Regions from separate parts of the Sus scrofa genome. Here region 1 is linked to region 2. A link is a contact called in public Hi-C data. All regions are on one chromosome and are shown on one strand. Each heading gives the region's core, a stretch centred on a gene start, on an enhancer-like site or on the middle of the called end of the contact. The rest is flanking DNA. Distances are from core to core; before and after follow the strand shown.

Region 1 (2,700 bases), core at 24-2,523, 52 kb after region 2:
AAATCAAACTGGGCGAGCAGGTGGCTTGTGCATCCTTCGAAGGTAACAGCGGGGCCTGCAGCCCAGTTCTCCAGGTTCCCAGGACAGTAGCCTTGCCTTCACCCGCCACGGCTCAGAGAACTGGATTAATGTGGTTCTTCCTGGGTGGTATTTGGGGCTGTGATACTTCTTGCCCCAAAGTCCCCTTTTGTGGGGTCCAGGAATTAAATGACAGCGGAATGCATGTATCTGTTTGTCTCCTAGGCCCACCCTGTATGTGGGGAAATATTCCACCAGCCTCTATGCGTCGCCCTCAATGGTACATGAGGGGGTCGCCGTTGTGGTAAGTACATATGGGTGGGCTCATAGGTGCAGCCTCCTAACCACTCCTGCTCCATTTTCACAAAGAGTGACTGCATTACATATGCATCCTGCTGTTAAGGATGCAAGACACAGATCTTAAATCCTCAAAGACAGTTTCTACACGTACCACCTTCTACTTGGCGAGGAGAGATGTGTGACTGAAGCAGCCTCCTAAGCCCCGGTTCCACCCCTTTGCTTTCGGGTTCAAGTCCCAGCTCCCCAGGCTGGGGGGCACAGCCCCTCAGGCCAGCCCCACTCGGTGGTGGGCGTCTGCTGCATGGTGGATGGCTCTCTGGGGCTGCCCCGTCCAGTCCGTCTCCTCCCTGAGCTCCAGGAGCTCCCTGTTCATCCTGCTCAGCCCTTGTTCAGATGGCGCCTCCACTTCAAATGCCCTCCCTTCTTCCCCTTCCTTCCTTTGCGACCGGTCCAGCCCCCTGGGACCGCGCCAGCTTGCCTGCAGTGCTCGTCTCTGAGTGTCTGCAGCATCATGATTCCCGCTGCTGTTTTGGTCCTTGCAACGTGTGTGCTGTTTGGTTAGCATCCCTCGTCTTCCCAGTGAGTCCGTCCGCTGCTCCCTCGCAGGGCAGCACCTGCCTGGGTCCAGTGGTGGCCGAGCCAGCGCCGGGCTGGAGCTTCCCAGCCTGGTCAGTTGTATCATTTGTGAGCTCCTTCCTGTGTGTCTGCTTCTCACAGTCGCCTCTTGGATTTCCACCCATGCCCTTCCTGTTTTCCGGTTCCCAGACATAAGAAATTAAAAAGATGTTCACCTTTAAAAAGACATCCAGGTTTTAAAGGACGTCAGTATGGTGTCACCTCCCCAGATGGGGCAGCTCCCGCTCAGTCTTGGGGCCTTTGGGTCCCCCTCTGCCTCCCTGACCAGCCCCACCCTGGAACCCTGTGCCTAGGGCCACCCCTAGCCTCGCTCCTGCTGTCTTTTCAGCCCCGAGGCAGCACTCTTCCTCTGCTGGAAGGTCCCCAGACCGACGGTGTCACCATTGGGGACAAAGGGGAGTGTGTGATCACGCCCAGCACAGACCTGAAGTTCAACCCAGGACTTAAAGGGAAGAACAAGCTTAACTATCTGAGGAACTACTGGCTTCTGATTGGTAAGAGCTGGCGCCGTGGGCCCCCGTGACAGGCTGCTGCCTCCTGGTGGCCAGTAGTGGACATTACAATAATAATATTACTGGTTACTGTCCTCAGCCCGGCCCTGACTGTGCTCAGTTCACGTCCAAGTTGGTCTTTCAGACCTTGGAATATTTTACTGCCAAGGAAAATAAACAGTACAGATGTGTTAGCAAGCCAGTTCTCAGTAATTATTTAACGAATGTTCCCAAACTCCAGGACTAAATAATGTAAACTCTGTGCAGTGATCTGCACGCTGACCGTCGGGCACACTGCGCTTTCTAATCATTTCCTTATTTCTCACGACGACCCCAGGCGAGGTGGCACCCTTATTATTTCCACTTAGAGTTAAGCAGTTTCTGTGGAAGAATTCCCTTGGGAGTTGGCCTGGGCATGTGAGGGGTTGGGGGAAAAAAGGGCTGAAAACCCAGGCGGGATTGAGGGTGAGGAGATGGAGCCCAGAAGTGGGTCCAGGAGCCTCGGCACAGTCCCGGGCGCATCCCCTTTCCTTCCCTTCCATTTCTGCGCTGTCAACACCGTCAGCAAGAGAGCACAGAAGCACTTGTCTCCAGCAAGTGCCCCAAGTAATTAGAGCAGGATGGAGTTTTCTTAAATCAGTTTTGCCCTTCCTGTGGCCCCCTCCCCTGCTCTGCTGCCCCCAGCCCCAGAGGTGGGAGGGCGGGGATGCAGCCTATGGGGGCGCCGGGGCTGCCGGGGACCAGGACAGTGAGAGTCAGGCCTGGGGGCTCTCGGGCAGGGACGTGGAGTAGCCGTGGGGCCCGGAGGCAGCAAGGCAGTGACATCTATTGGGGGTGTGTGACTGGGCGTTGCAGAGAGAGGAACCTGGCGGTAGCGGAGCCCTAGCGCTCCCTCTGTAGCTGTCCAGGCCTTGCTGTTCGTGGTTCATCCTGACTCCTTGTAGCCATTTTTCTTCTGGTTATTGTTTTTGCCAAATAACAGGCAAAGGAGGTAGCAACAGAACTCTACCCTTTTTTAAACAGAAGTAGTTTGGGAAGCATGTGTGCTGGGTCCCCCATGGAGGAAAGAGAGCTGAGGCCAGAGGCCCTTGAAATCACAAGGCCACTTTAATTTCATGTAGCAGCTAAGGGAGGTGTTCACCCCTCCCTAGGCTGGAAGCGCACACTGAGGTGGTGGGACTAGAACACCACCCGGGCGACTTAATCCAAGATGGGAACTCGATACCCTCGGTGGGGTGATGTCATGGGGGCAGCG
Region 2 (2,700 bases), core at 17-2,516:
CCCTTGCATTTTTGGTTGTTTCTAAATGCCAGTGAGAGATTTTCTACCCCTTTTAGAAGATTCAAAAGTATATTCTTTGAAAGAGATTTCTAAAAAATTCCAGAAATATGGTGAACAGTGGGAGTATGTGTGGATAAATATTGAACTTCTCCCCGGCCCCTGTGGTGCAGTGGGTTAAGGATCCGGCATCGTCACTGCAGCGGCTTGGGTTGCTACTGTGGTACAGGTTCAATCCGTGGTCTGGGAACTTCCACGTGCCTTGAGTGTGGCCAAAAAAATAATGTCAGACTCCTAGAAGGGATCTTGCTGGTCTAGTCCAGTAAGTCCTCAAATTTTCCCCACTGCACCCCCACTTAAGGGATGGGCCGCATGTCCATAAGTAGTAGTGGGAGCACCTTAGAAGCTTCGAGGCTGGTGTTTTGGGGCACACACCACCCTCGCTCAGGCATCACCCTGCCCTTCTAAGTTGAACAGTCACTGCTCTGCTGTGTTCCCAGAGCAGCCAGATGAAGAAGCTGAGGCCAGACAGGGCTGGTGACCTGTCCAAGGTCATGCACCAGTGGCAAAACGGTGTCTTGAATCTGATTCTCCTGCTTCCCTTTGAAGAGCAGCCCCTGAAGTGCTTATGTTCTGGTATGTTTGTTAGAACATGTAAGTTAAGCAACCCCAGTCACACCCTGAGGAGGTGGCCAAGCCATGGTGCAGTGAAATGGGATATGGAGAAGGACTGGGAAGAGAAGACAACACGCCTTCCTGGAAGCTTCAGGAAATGCTCAGATGATGCTCTCCTTTCTCCCAAGAGACTTGCAGCCTCTTATCCTTTGTTTCAGCTAGAGAAAGATACAGCTTTGGGATGGAAATGCTGCCTTCTCCCGAGAATCTCCATCAGGGACCTTGACCGTTTCCAGTTCTGGAGCCGAATCCAACAGTCAGAGAGAGAGAGAGAGAGCAGGTTTTAAGAGGCCCTGACACTGAATTCACAGTTTAAATGTGTGTCTTTGCTCGAGGTCTAATAATATCCAAGCAGGTGCACGTTTTTCAGTAAGATCATGCCCGAAATGTTTCTGAAATAGCAAAACTGAAAGTTCACATCTTAGAAGCCTTTAACCAAAGTTGTGTTTCCACACTGCAGTCACAGCCTTTGGCAAGGGATTCGGAAAAGATAGAACTCTCTAAGGATCAGGCTGGGTCTGGCGGGTTTGCCTTTGCAGAGGCCCCCACTGCCCGAGAAGTTCTGGCACCAGGAAGTGAATGTGTGATGACAGGAGAGGGTGTTGGCCTTGGACTGCAATGGAGGGACCTGGGTTAGCCCAGGTGGGTCTCAGGAGAGTAATGGGGGAGAGAGGAGGGGGCCAGGAAGGTGCCCTGTGTGTGGGGGGTGGCACCCTTCTCTTGCTGGTTTGTCCTAGAGGACAGGGATCATGTCTTACCTTTGCATCCTCCGTGGCATTTGGCATCATGGGCAGCCCTACCCCCTTGCAGTGGGTGCTCAGCAAGTATTGATTGAATTTCTCTTGGAGGCTTTTGAAGACCAATAAAACAAGGAGCTGTTTTATCATCAGGCAAGTGGGCTTTAGATTTGGGGGCGATAAGGAAGATGCTGCTTTAACTGTAATCTGTATTCTTTAATGGGAGCCTATCAATAGCGTTTCTTTCTACAGAACGAGAGGGCTTCCAGGATACTTGCTTGGGTGGACATGCTCCCTAGTGTGTGGTGCTCTCTTGACGGGCCCCTCCTATTGGTCATGAGATTAATTTTCCCACTGCCAAACCCCAGGAGATAAATGGTCTGTGATTATTCCTAGTCAGTTTCATTTTTCCCTCAGCATGATGTTTCGCCATTAGAAAATGAACCTTGATCCAAGGTTGGCCCCTCTTATGTATTAAACATGATTTCCCTAGTTAGTGGACTAATTTATAATTACAATTCAACACTACCCCTTCCTCCAGTGGATTATTTTCCCTCTATTTCAGATGAGGGAATAATTGTCCAGGCCATGGGCGTGTTTTCATGGAAACTGGATTTTTTTTTTTTTCATACATTTTCTGAACAAATAGTGCTGTCACATCCCTCAAACCTGACATTGTCATTGATCTTCATTTGGGTCAGAGGAGTTTGTTGACCAAACTAACTGGGATCTCTCTTCTCTTAAAGCAAATGACCCATGATTCCTGTGGGGCCTCTAGGAGTGGGAGAGACACCTGTGCAGGGGCCACAGCTGCAACTCGGAATGTGTTGCTTAAGGCAGTGCTTCTCCGCCCTAGCTGAAAGAGTCACCTGGGGACCTTTTTAAATACTCTGTGCTGGGAGTTCTCTTGTGGTGCAGTGGGTTAAGGATCTGGCATCGTCACTGCAGCGGCTTGGGTTGCTACTGTGGTGCAGTTCGATCCCTGGTGCAGGAACTTCCACATGCCTTGGGTGTGGCCAAAAAAATAAAAAAGAAAAATCTGTCAAGGAAACCTCAGAAACCCCTGTGACTCAGGGGACAGAGAGGGCAATTCTTTGATTTTTGTGCTGGTTCTGCTCCCAAATACACATGTGGTAGGCATATATCTGTATTTTACAAACAGTTTTTTTCCCCCTACACTGGAAGTGTTTATAAGATCTCTAGATAAATTTGAATACTACAAGAAAGGTATAAAGCTAGGTTTGAGGAGCCTGACCTCAGAGGCAGCCCCCGCCAGAACAGTCCAGGGGCC

What was found. Hi-C and Micro-C count contacts between places; a contact is called where the count stands out from the background.
Region 1: a contact with region 2 is called in a Hi-C map of retroperitoneal adipose tissue, with 1.9 times the contacts expected there. The contact joins two enhancer-like sites. A contact is called at or near these places in 5 of 5 promoter capture datasets (fetal liver, fetal skeletal muscle, liver and 1 more), 18 of 47 Hi-C or Micro-C datasets (blood, embryonic fibroblasts, fetal liver and 8 more) and 2 of 2 datasets of contacts at active chromatin or transcription factors (alveolar macrophages and skeletal muscle).

Annotation. Positions count from the first base shown.
Region 1 is chr12:14,941,373-14,944,072 of Sscrofa11.1, forward strand. It overlaps ERN1 (serine/threonine-protein kinase/endoribonuclease IRE1), which reads left to right. Exons shown (of 22, transcript XM_005668695.3): 9 at 244-322; 10 at 1,283-1,448. Among named protein-coding and RNA genes, the nearest start is that of ICAM2, 44 kb to the right of the region's middle. Within about 2 kb of position 1,274, at least 19 of the 83 cell types and tissues checked have an H3K27ac peak or open chromatin away from gene starts, as enhancers often do. A contact at or near this core is called in mesenteric adipose tissue and retroperitoneal adipose tissue, where this site is marked.
Region 2 is chr12:14,889,150-14,891,849 of Sscrofa11.1, forward strand. The region is part of intron 1 of ERN1 (serine/threonine-protein kinase/endoribonuclease IRE1); the gene reads left to right. Among named protein-coding and RNA genes, the nearest start is that of ERN1, 8.6 kb to the left of the region's middle. Within about 2 kb of position 1,267, at least 7 of the 83 cell types and tissues checked have an H3K27ac peak or open chromatin away from gene starts, as enhancers often do. A contact at or near this core is called in mesenteric adipose tissue and retroperitoneal adipose tissue, where this site is marked.